Regions from separate parts of the Zea mays genome. Here region 1 is linked to region 2. The links are chromatin contacts, called in public Hi-C maps. All regions are on one chromosome and are shown on one strand. The core of a region is the stretch at or near the end of the contact, and the rest is flanking DNA. Distances in the headings are between cores, read along the strand shown. Region 1 holds the start of LOC100275410. Region 2 holds the start of LOC100272944.

Region 1 (6,679 bases), core at 3,462-5,961, 190 kb before region 2:
TGAGATCGATGACTGAACTTGATCAGTATTTGCAGGGGCCAAAGCTCACGGCAAGTCAGCCCGTTGGTTTAAAAGGACCACCAGGAAGTGTTCTCCAGTGGTCGAAGGAACACATCAGGAACTATCCCAAGGGAGCTTTAAACTTTTTGTCATCTTTATAAAAAAAACCTTAGGGGGTGTTTGGTTTCTAGGGACTAATGTTTAGTCCCTTTATTTTATTCCTTTTTAGTATATAAATTGCTAAATATCATTCGCTGGTTCAGCAGACCCAGTCACAACCAACTCAACAGCCGACACCATCTGAAGTGTTGCGACATCAACCGATCCAGCAGCCGCCGAAGAAGAGACCCGCGGCCCAAGCCTCGAAAGCACCGAGGAACGGGCCGAAGAAACCGAATGATGTCCAATAAGCCTCCGCCTCTGCTGGGACTGATCCGAATCATCCTCGTCATCGACAACTGGAGGCAAAAACTCAGACATGCTCACTTCCGGGGAATCGCCAGGAGGAATAGCCTTCACCGAAATGGGATAAACCAAAGTGCGAGGGACAATGGTTCCGTCTTCCGCAACAACGGTAGGTTCCTGGACATGAAGCTCCAAAACCAAACACTTGCTAAATATAGAAACTAAAATAAAGTTTTAGTTTCTATATTTGGTAATTTTGGAACTAAAATGGAATAAAATATAGGGACTAAACATTAGTCCCTATAAACCAAACACCCCCTTAATCATGTGTCACTGACATGACCAAAAAAATTATCACCCACCTTCAAATAGTGGCAAATAGTTAATTTTTCCACCCCAACGGTTGCTCGGCAGTCGGCACGCAATGTCTTGGCGCTACCATGCATTAGTGACTGAAACTGAAAGGTTGCAACAAAAACCGCGGCACTAGCAATATCCGAGTCCGGCAGTAAACAGTGGGTTGAAGAGCTTGTTTGTGCTCAGGATTGGCCGGCACCAGCTGGTACGACGACCTGTGATCTCTAGACTTTCTGTTTTCTTTTCCTGATTTTACCCTATCACGATCTTTAAAATGAAAAGTTCAGAGATTCACTTGCACCTCTCCAGATTTGTTATGGGCCTTTTGGGCCAACAATGTATAGATTACCAATTCCTGCCACAACAGTTCGATCTGTTAAAAAAAAAAGGAAAAAAGAAAAGATTCAGACTTTCTCTGAACAATGATACACCACTACTTTGACCTTTAGCAGCGAGCACGCACGCTGCTAATCAGGCTTTTGCCCCTTCCAGAATCATTGAGCCGGGACGGGGTGCATGGATCCCAGACCAAATTATCAAACAAAACCACACGCAGTAGTCCGATACGCCCTAAGATCTGGATCTGAGCCTTTCGTTGGAGGGGGCACGCGCGTGCATGCCACAGAAACGTTGAGTCGGTCATGGTGCGTCTTATCACTGTCCAGCGTCTCTCGGAACTCACCTGCTGAACTGCACTAACTGAACATGATCGCTGCCCTGCGTAACACTGCACTGTCTGTTTCATGTTGCCTGACCTCAGTTTCAGCTTCAGTAGCAGCAATTCTTCCCGATGCAGGCCGAGCCTGAGCTGACCCTCGTGCAGGCCGCAGCAGGACACAGCCGGACTGACTGGAATCCCAAGACCGCAGCGGTGGGCGGCAGCAGCACGCCACACGCCCACACGTGCGCGGGCGGTTTCGGCTCGCCCAGCGGCTGGCTGGAGCTCCACTGGCAAGCTGTGGACGGTGTCCGTCCGGGCTGGCACTGCCGGCGTCTTCCCCAAGTGGTCTCATGGAGCTTAGCACCCCTAGGCACTTACCACTTCAATACTTCATCAGCAGCAGCGGTGGTGTTGTCCTCGTCTGCCGAGTATTTTACACTGAATCGCATGTGCTTAGCACCTGACAGTCAGTCGCTCACCGCTAATGGTAATCCTCTCTACTGAAATTCAAAACGAAGGCGCCTCGAGCATCGCGAATTCTAGATGAACTAAAGATGGCAACGCGACCCAGCGGATAATTACTCCACTAGGGTAAGAGTTTGGTCATAATTATATACACGTGGATCTGTTAACGAGACAAAAAGAGGACCCAACGAGTAGAACAAATACGAGTATGTACTCATTAAATCCGTACCCGTGTACTCATGGGTATTTTATACCCGGAATATAGCCAACAATTCTCTAAGACCTCATTTGTTTCGTTGGAATTGAATTTCATTTTAATAATTATAATTTAGATAAAACTAATTAAATTCATATATTTATATATGTAGTATATTTGTATATTATCCTAAATCATATGAGAGAGATAGTTATATACTACATTTATGTTATAGCGAAGTAAGTATAAGAGTGTGCTATAAGTTGTACATCGGAAAATAGCATGTAAATCAATACAATCAATTTTCATTTCTCACCCCATGAATTTGAGATAAGCTTATATGATAACTTTAAAAAATGGTGGAATGTCACATTCTAAAAAAAATAGTCTATTCCATGAGTAAGATTCAAATTACTCAAAATGAAAGAAAACAAACGGGACCTAAAATTTTAGCCTAACTCAATGATTTGTCTTGACTCCTCGCTCTTAAATACAACTATATGCTACATAGGCCTTGTGACATATGACAACATTATGCAGACAACCGACCAAAACGGTAAAGACCGTCCAAGGCTCCAAGCTTCTACTATGCGACTTTTCATTAATATGCAACCGAAGCGACCAAGCCACACATGGCACGCCCTCACCTGTAACATGGAAGACGGAAGGCCGGATGTTGTCGCTCGACGCTCACCATTCGTCCTAAACTAAGTTAGGCAGACATATACAACTCCACCATACCAGACGGATATGAGTACCTGTCGAGTATGAAATACCAAATGAGCCTAGATATGGATGTGGAATTATATCCGTCTATAGGTACGAATATTGAAACGAAGAGTTTTTAGTCTAACAGGACCAGATCTAAGATAGTAAAACCCACCGGGTCTTCACCATTGCCTATCTCTACGAAGAACGGTGCTGCCCCTAGTTTATGAGTGGTTTGGACGCAAGCAGTGCTCAAGATTCCAGATGTGTTTGTATGATGGTCTCTGTTACAGTTTTTTTGTATGTCTCTTTTTCTCGAGTCTCGAGTCTCCAGCAGCTTCGAGATATGCTTATCTCCGGTCTAAAATTGAAGTTCTTTTGTTCTGTTTATCTGTCATATACTCAGATTTGCATAGTTTCCGCCACTGACCAAATATTGATACAATTTTTAGTTATAACATCGATACGATTTTTAGAGTTATAAGTTGATACAGTTTAGTGAGAGTAGTAAGTTCACTTTGTGCTCAGACCTCATGCTTTGCAAAGTTACGATTGCCAAACCGCTCGATTATTTGAACTTAGTTTCTGCTAGTGATGCGAAGACTAATAATACAGTATGGTACAAGAGTCCGGTTCTTGAACCTTTTCTCTCGAGATGAGTTAAAACTCTTAGGGCCCTCCTCTGGATCGAAGAGCAAGGATTGCATTTTTTTTTCTTCTTCCTTTTTGCTTAGTGTTCATGCTCTGAAATGTTGCAATTGGCAAACCACTCGATTGATCTGAATACGCGGTTTTAGTGTCAGTTTCACCATGCCAAATCACATTGACAGACGAAACAAACTTCCTATTAGTCCTGCCCTGACACTCTGATTTACAGTTTTTTTTTCCATTTCTGGCTAGGCTCAAGCACTCTATACTAACAAGCAAACAGAAATCCCAAAAGAAAAAGAAAGAAAGAGAGCACCGGCCGGATGGCACAGTCCGGTCAGTAGCATTAGCTGGTGGCGGATTCAGAGACGATGCTGCTGCTGCTCTGGCTCGCGGACTCGGAGATGCTCTGCAGCACCGGCCGCCAGTGCCGGCCTCTTCCCCGGTGCCGGTCCTTGTCCTGCTTCCCGTCCTGAAGCCACAGAAGAATCAGTAGCTGCTTGTTGCACCAGGAAATAAAAAGAAAAAAATGGTGTCAGAGAATCGCATACCGACCTGGCTGGAAGAGCTCTGGTGAGCCCCGTCGCCGCGCCGGAGCTGCTCGTGCTGCTGCCTGATGGCCTCGCACCGCTGCATCTTCTCGTTCTTCCTCGCCCGCACCGCCTTCGTCACCTCTGCGCGCGGAGCACGATCGGGTTGAGAATTTCAAGATTGCCCGAGTAAATTGAACCGCGCCATGGGCCTTAAGCCCATGGCCAGGACAGCTGAGTGCTAACAAACCTTGCGCGGTGATGAGGCGGTAGACCTGGCCAAGGAGAAGCGTGTCCTTGGGCTTCAGCAGCTTGACCCTGGTGATCTTGGCCCCACCACTGCCGGGGCCGGAGGACGCCGCGGCGTCCCCGGCGGCGGCGGCGGCGGCGGCGGCGGGCTTGTTATCTGCAGGAACACGGAGTATGACGAGGGCAACGTAGTGTCCCGGGTTGTTCCGCATGACCTCGGCGGCGGTGGTGGACCAGTAGAGCCGGTCGACCTTCCCGCCGGGGTGCTGGATGATGACCGCCGCCGCCTCCGCCGCCTGGCAGTTGCCCATCGCTCCCGTCCGCCCGCGCGCCCCTCTCTCCAGCAGCAGCAGCGTTTGTGGTGGGCTGGGCTCTGGGCTGGTCTGGTGGTTCAGGGAGCCGCGACGGTGGCGGTTTGAGTCGTTGGGAGGAAGAGAACGGAGAGGGAGGCGGTGGTGTTGGAGTGATGGTGGTGCCGTGGTGGAGACGGTGGTCGTGAGTTTGGGGCTTGCAGTTTTTGAGGTGGTGGGGTGTTAAATGTGAGCGAGGGGTGGGTGATGAGGAGCTTTGCTCTTGCAGGGTTTTGGATTTTGGATCCGGGTGGCTGTTGAGGATTCGAATCCGTTATGGCCACGGTAATTCTTGGGCAGACAAAAGTGAATTTCACAGGAAAATATTTCAAGTTTTCAGGTAAATTCCAACTCCCCCACCCCCCCCCCCCCCCCCCCCCCCCCAATTGTCTGGAATTGATTTCAGGCAGATATTATGTACAAGAACCTATAAATTGCTGCCACATTAGTTTTGCACTCAGCTAAAAAGCTTCCGCCGGGAACATCGCGCTGTGTAGAACGAGTCTGAAACTCTGACTCGTGAATGTTTATTACTTTCTGATGTACGTATCAACCTCTGAAAAGATGTCGTAGATTATTGACTGGATTAGATATAATAATAATAATAATACTATACATATTATAGTTATTATGAAAAAGTAGTGATGTTGTATTAGAATATTGGATAAGTAATGTGTCAGCGTTCAAGGTCAGGTGGAGACGGTCGGCCGTAATCCCTGGCCGGTGAGCTTACTTCAAATCTCAACGCACATGCGCACGCACATATGTATTATCCATATAAGTAAAATTTCTGACGTTTATTTTCGTTCTTTGTTCTTTCCGGCGCCCTTGGGCCTTGGCTGCTTTTTTGTGGAGGCTTTCATCACCTTCTCTACAAAGTCATTTTCTGCTCTCTTTTTTCGTGAACCTTGACCGTCACTCTTTCTTTTTTTGCGTTTGCATTCCATGCGTGCCCCCATGCAAACCAAGAAGGGATCTTTTAGGATATCTCTACTGCTTTGAGGGCTTAAATAAAAAACTCTGTCGGACCTTTTTTTCTTAAACATTGAGCTCCTTTGGAATGTAGAAATTTTATAGTAATCATATAGAAATTTCATAGAAAACAATTTATTTTCACAGAAAAAATACATAAAACGGGGAAAATTTCGTATTCCAAAGTAACCCTTAAATTCAGATTTAGTGCCCTACTGGAATTGTTGTGCATATATGATTCTAGCTAAACCCAGTGTAAGGTACCCAAGGTAGTGTTTGGTTGAAGAGCCAGGTAGAACGGAACCGTTCTGTTCCAGTTTTGTTGTTGTTTGGTTACAAAGTAACTAGAACGGAATGGCTCCAATTAGGGAATATTCTCCTCAGATCCGGAACCATTCCGCTCCAAAAAATCAATGGGACGGAGCCGCTCCGTTCCAATCCCGCTCTCACAGTCACGCTCCGTTCCGTTCACTCTGCAACCAAACAAAAAACAGAACCGCTCCGTTCCAGATTACCAAACACAGAACAGAGCGGCTCCGTTCCTAGAATCAGGGATGGAACGACTCCGTTCTACTTGGCTCCTCAACCAAACACTACCTAATATATCTACGATAGTAGGTCTGAGAGAGACAATACCGAAGCGGAAGATCGTATGAGGCAGGGGTAGATTAAGAAACTTTATAGTCATAGAAAGAAAGCTCACGACTATAGGTTGAAAACGTGTAACAATAGGATGTAGCTTCACCAGACCATCACTCATGTGTTCGGTATGTATCAATCCGTACATGTTTGTAATTCATGCATCATCTTCGCAGCTACTCTGTTTATTTTGCATTGTGGCCATCTCCAGCCTCTCCAATCTATAATATAATTCAGCCCTTGTTTTGCCATTTCGGCTTGAAATTTAGTTTAAGCTTTTGGCAAACACGGGGAGTGTTTGGTTTCGCGGCTAAAAGTATGGTACTTTATCTAAGATTAACCGTTCGAACTGAAAAACTAATCTTAAAAGAAGTTAGGTAAACTATGGCGAGTTAGACAACGGGCGAAACAGACCTAAGACTCTCCTGAAAAGTAACAACAGGGCCAGCCCTGAGGGGGTGCGGAGGGTGCGGCCGCACCGGGCCCCTAAAAACAGAGG
Region 2 (6,087 bases), core at 1,374-3,873:
GAGGCAGATACTGCGCGAAAGATGAAGCGATGTTAGCACACGACATACTGCGTGATTGATATGTAGCGGTGAAGGAAGGAACCAGGGGTGTATCAGTGCACCTGAGAAAACACAACCAACAGGAGCAGTTCTGGGAGGCCAACTTCGACGCATTTCGCTACCTGCAAACACGCATGGAGCAGACTTTTTGTCACTCATTCATCAGCGATGGTAGAGAGACATGGAGGCGAAAAGATCCTGGGATGGGGCAGACAAACTGACCCCTGGAAAGCCAAGCTCGTAGAGCCCGAACCCGACCAGTGATACCAGAGGAACAGCTGCCAGCGGACTCAGTAATCTGCGAGTGGAAGTGAGTGTAAGCCAGTTTTACAGAAGAAGATACAGGCGCATATATGGGGGAAGAGAAAGTTTTGGCACCAACTTGACAACGTTGCGCCAGAGGCCACTGAACCCAAGTATGATCTGAATCGTCGACGCAACGAGGAGAGCGCCCTGCGTCCCCCTCATCGTCCGCAGGAATTTCTTCATGTGCGTGAGCAACAGAAAGCTTCGTCGATACCAGTATGTTCTATCTAGAGATGGCAATGAGTACCCGCTACCCGAAACCCGGTGGGTTTTTGCTCTATTAGGGTATGTGTTTGGGCCAATTTCTCTACCCATGGGTTTGTTAATGGGTTCAAATGGAAACCCAACGGGTACGTGGGCATGGGTTTGTTCTTCCACTACCCATACCCGCAAACCCATGGGTTTTTAAAACCCGCCTTAAAATCAACATTACTTATAAATATGTCTCATAATATTATTAATTGAATATGTTCTAATTGAAATAAACTTCATGTAACAATTTTTAGGCTAAAATTTGTTATCACTTGTTCATTTTATGCTAGCTTAGTAATGTATTGATTGTCGTTTACATGATGAATTATTTTTTATGTTGATGTTAGTGGGTATGGGAAACCCGTTGGGTACCCGAAACCCGCATGGGTATGGGTTTGGGCAAAATTTTATACCCGTCACGGGTATGGGTTTTTTAGCGGACGTATTTTTTCTTCGCGGGTACGGGTTTGGGCAAGTAATACCCAGCGGGTTTTTACCCATTGCCATCTCTAGTTCTATCGTTCTTGAAGGAAACAGAGCAGTTCAGCAGAAGGTACCTCGTGAGGGTCTGCTTCGTTGCTGTACCGTCCAGCCAAGACGATCGAGATGGTCGGCCCGACGAAGACGTACGAGCCGCCCATCACGACCGGAAGGCGCGTCCCGAATAACGTCTGGAACAGGGTGTTTATGCCAGCAACGAACAGTATGGTCTGAACCACCCGAGCCTTCTCTTCCTGGCAGAGCGGGTAGCATACCATTCATCAGTAAGGCGGCGTCAATTCAGTGCAAACGAAATTCAGTGCCCTCTTATCTGAACCAAAAAAAAAAGAGAACGAGGCAGCGTCTCGAGGCTCACATTTCCGCCTCCCATCTGAGGAACGAGCGCGCTGGGTATGATGACGGTGGTGCCCAGCATGACGACGAAATGCTGGAACCCTAGCAAGATGGCCTCCGCTGCAACATAGAGGGTCCCAACCATAGGTGTGAGAGAAACTTCAACTTCAATCATGCCTCACCATTGCGACTAATAGTATAGATTAATCCTAGTAGCACACGCCTTCTATTTCCATGCGTTGGGACTTGCACACAGAGTTTAATTGTACAGAAAAAGATGTGCAACCACACCACCTTTCTTTAGCTTTCACGGCGGATTCAAGTCAAATCAACGCATTGCGAGATTAATCCTAGACTGACAAGTACTTGATCAAGGAAAGCTACCTTTTTTTCTCTCCGGAAAACAAGAATCGTAGTAGGAGAAAATACGAAGAAAGCCATACGCAGAATTACAGCAGCACACATGAGCGAGCGCCGACAAATTAAAGACAGAGAAAGAAGAACGGTGAAGATCCCAGCTGACAGGAGCGCTTTGCATGAACGAAGGATCGGGTGCTCCCAATCCCAATCCACCAAGTCCGAAAGGTGAAACGAAAACCAAAGCTCGGCACCAGAGAAAACACGAAGCGTGCGGTGCAGCGAGAAACGGAACTACTCCCGTCCCGGTTAGCAATAAGAGGGCAAGCACAGAGAAAGATTTGAACGGCGAGACAACGCAAGCTAACGGACAAACAAAAAAAGAACGAACAGAAAAAGAGTAGAGTGGAGGTGACAACTGAGTGAGCTGCTGAGCAAAGGAAAGAAGCACGTACGCCATGGCGGGGGGCTGGTGATGCAGAAGGCGACGCCGGGCAGCTGCTCCTTGGGCGGGAACGGCTGGAGCTCGTCGGCCTTGGGCGGCGGCGCGGCGGCCATCCTGTATGTTCCGTCCGGCCGGCTCCGACCGAAGTCTCACCTCAGTCCACTGGGACCGTCGGTGAATGAGTGAGTCTGTGAGTGCGTGAGTGAGGACACGAGCAAGGGAAGCTCTCCCCCTAGCAAGGAACTCCCGTCCCGGGTGTGAAGGCAAGAGGACGCGAACACGAGGGGGCCTTCCTGTGACAAGTGCCTAGCAGAGGAGAGCAAGAACGCAGGACTCACTCGACGCCTTCACGAGGAAGGAAGGAAGGAAGGAGGAATATCGATCGCTGGGATGAGTGGGAAAAGGCAGCGAGGGAGGGAGGCTGTGCTGGTGTTGATAATCTCGCATTGCTCTAGGCAGCTGATTCCACGGCAGCCTGCTACTAGGAAATAGTACAAGGAGTAGCCGTAGTACTCCTGCGCAAGGAATGGAATCTGGCTGCCCCCAGGAAACGGCGGCACTCTTTTTCCTCCTCCTCCTCCCTCCTCGCAGTCACAGCACACGCCCACGGGGTCACGGGCTGCTCTGCTCTATGATTGACTGGGATTGAGCCTAGTAGGAAATACAAATACTAGTAGGAAAAGAAGAGTGTGAGGCAGGAAAGAGATCACAGCAGCAGAGATGGGTTTTTTTTTTTGGCGCTTGGCTCCCCAACGACGGAGCGTCAAGAAGGATCCGCGGGGAACAGAGGAGGTGGCAGCGGCGAGGCGCGCAGGAGAAAACGACGTCTCTCCTTCCCTCCTTTTTTTTTTCCTCACCCCTCTTTTTAGGGCTGGGCATTCGGTCTATTAGGATAATTCAGTTCTATCTATTCGGGTTTTTGAAAATTCGGGTTATGAAAAATAAGAACCGAAATTTTCAAAACAATTATAGGAACCGAATCCGAATAGACCCACAATTTCGATTCGATCTATTCGGTCCACCGAATAGACTCGAACAGTAGAGAGACTATTATCTTTTATTAAAATATATACAATTAATAATTAATTGGAAGTATTATTACTACAACAAGTGACTATAAAATATAGCATATTGAGATATATATATATACTATCTTTAAGATGATATCGCAATTTTTAGCTAATAAGTTCATAAATCATATAAATAATATCATCTTATATTAAGAGTTTTTTATATTTCGGGTTTTAAAGGTTAGGAACCGAACCCGAGCCCATACCCTGAAATATAGCACATATAGGAACCGAACCCGAACCCGAAAACCCAAATAGACCTATAATTTGGTCTATTCGGGTTCGGGTTTCGGTTTTAAATGCCCACCCCTACCTCTTTTGCTCCTCGCTTTGCCCCGGCGCCTTTATTTTTATCAGCAGCAACGCGTTCCGTTCCGTTTCGTTTCGTTTTAGTTTCAGTTTCACCTCGCCGCCGTTTGCTCTCCCTCCGTCAGTCACTGGTCACTCGATTCCATTCCGGCAGTCCAGTCCAGGACGGGACGCGGGAGTGGTGTCTGCCTGCCTGTCGCTTGCCTAGGTGAGCGGGCGGGCAGTGCATGCAGCAGCTACACCCGAACGGTTGGGGGCTTTGACTCACGCCCTTGGTTCGTTGCCTGCCAACTTTCCGAGGCAAAAGCCGGGTGACCACACGTAAATGCACTGCTCCAGCAGCTGCACGCCTGCAACGGCACCAGGCCGTTATTACAGTTTTTCTTTTTTTTCTCATTGTTGTTGCAAAGTTATAAATTTCTAGTTACATTTAAAAAAATTGTATTACATAGCGGGTGATAACAGAAACGGTACAGTGTGGATCTACTATGGTAAAACATAAATATAATACAGCAGTACTACTTGATTCCAAAACTAGCCGACGTTCGGCTGCTGTTTTGGCTAGCTGTTTGCTAGCTACAGCGCAGTTTGGGACCCAAGTTTTTTTACAGTTTTGAAGTTATAATGCAGCATTCTCAAATACTGGTGTATTATATATAGAATGGTGTTTGTCAAGCTAGCTAAAACTTTTATTTTCAAAACTGAAATATTGTAAATATTGTAGTTGTTTTAAGGTATTATAAACTTAGGTCTAGACCTCAGCTTTTAAAAATGTAGTATTTTAAACTGTGGTATTGTCATGACTAAAATATATTGTAATATTTTCAAAAACCATGATTTTCAAAAACTTTCTTCCCAAACCAGGCTTATTCTTGCAGCCGAACACATACTAGCAGATGTACGTAGCGGCAGATGTTGTGCTTTTTATATCAACGTACAATGATGATTCGATGCAAAAATGATTGCTCGTCGCTCGGCCGAACAGATGAGCACTTGGACGACAGTTGTTTCAGATACCTACTCTTGCTAGAGCCATGCACGCAGATCCATGGCAATGGAGATGCATAAGCGTAGCAAACAGCAAAACAAAGAGCGAGAATAGAGAGGTCTCCTAAGCAGGAGGACCTAATTGTGGTGAACTGTGATTTGGTGCACTAGGCAAAAGGGGTGTTTGTCCTTATATAGGTGTAGGAGGAGCTCGGTTTAATGAAACTAGACAACCTCTGATCCTTTGGTGTGTGTTGATGGTCATCTACCCGTCAATAGTTGTGTGTAATAGTCGGGCCATCCAGGTTGTCAGTTACTCTTTTCATGAACGACTATACTTTGTAATCGCAAAACAATAATAGTACAACACGTCCGGTCATACAATATTGTTTGTTCATCCGTCCGTCTTGACATAGCATGACACAACATGCCCTAACCTGACGGCTCGACGAGGTGAGTGAGCGGCCGCGTGTGTGGCACACCGGACTTCTTTTCCTAGCTTCACAGAAGGTGTAAAATAAGTCCACCCTTTAAACTGGTTAAAGTCTTCTTCCATTAGCCATGTGGGATTAACCTCTTTTAACTCCCTAGTATTATTATGGGATATGGTGGGATATTAATTGATTTAAATGGGCCAACGCATTTAAATCCAACAATATTTACATCAAATCCCCACCAAATATTTCAAGGCATATAAAGAATACTCTCAAGTGATCTACTTCTTTGATATACTAGTATTTCGATGGAGATCGTTAAGTCGAACATTCATATAGAACTAAGGTTACACTTATTCACAACTAAACAATGGACTATGTCTTGAATTGGTAGTTTGTGCAAACACACTTGACCAATGTTCTTAACTAATACTAGGTTCCAACAAGAATTAGGGGTAAACATGAGCTTCACGATACCTCGATAAAAACACAGAAGTAGTCAAGTGGAGTTTATATGTCTATCTTAGTTAAGATTTTGTACTTTATTTATTGCTTACCTAGGTTATGTGCTTGCTTTCTAGTTTAGCTTGCTAGGCTAGTAATATGATTGGAACCTAGGATATATATATAATTCTTTTGCTATAGAGATAGCAACGCACCTAGGAAAACTGTAGATGCATATATAGATAGATTACTTTCTCGTGTAGGTTTTGATTAGGTGAAAATTAGAAGACTTAGTTTAAAAACTAGATTTTTAAGTTGCCTAATTCATTCCACTCTTAGGGGTCGTGGTACCTTCAATACCTACATAATTCATTATAAAAATAATATAAAGAAAACAACTAAATTTGTATCTAAATTGCTCACTTTACTATTGCTAAAGTTAATTTAAAAAACCCATAAATTTACATGTAAATTATCCAACTATATCATTATAGAAAATATAATACAGAGTAACCCTTAAATTTGCGTTTAAATTACCCATTGTGAAGTATGAAGTAAAGTTACCCCCTTTGATTTATATCTAACTTACCCACCTTTGATTGTCGTGCTG

What was found. Hi-C and Micro-C count contacts between places; a contact is called where the count stands out from the background.
Region 1: a contact with region 2 is called in a Hi-C map of leaf, with 6 times the contacts expected there. The contact joins the promoter of LOC100275410 here to the promoter of LOC100272944 in region 2. A contact is called at or near these places in 6 of 25 Hi-C or Micro-C datasets (bundle sheath, ear, endosperm and 2 more).

Annotation. Positions count from the first base shown.
Region 1 is chr7:109,730,805-109,737,483 of Zm-B73-REFERENCE-NAM-5.0, reverse strand. LOC100275410 reads right to left here and starts at 4,711. Exons shown (of 3, transcript NM_001149487.2): 1 at 4,221-4,711; 2 at 3,996-4,114; 3 at 3,543-3,912. The coding sequence starts at 4,530. The coding sequence ends at 3,787.
Region 2 is chr7:109,540,192-109,546,278 of Zm-B73-REFERENCE-NAM-5.0, reverse strand. It overlaps LOC100272944, which reads right to left and starts at 2,623. Exons shown (of 14, transcript NM_001147396.2): 1 at 2,244-2,623; 2 at 1,454-1,551; 3 at 1,155-1,331; 4 at 422-522; 5 at 262-337; 6 at 102-161; 7 at 1-10. The coding sequence starts at 2,346.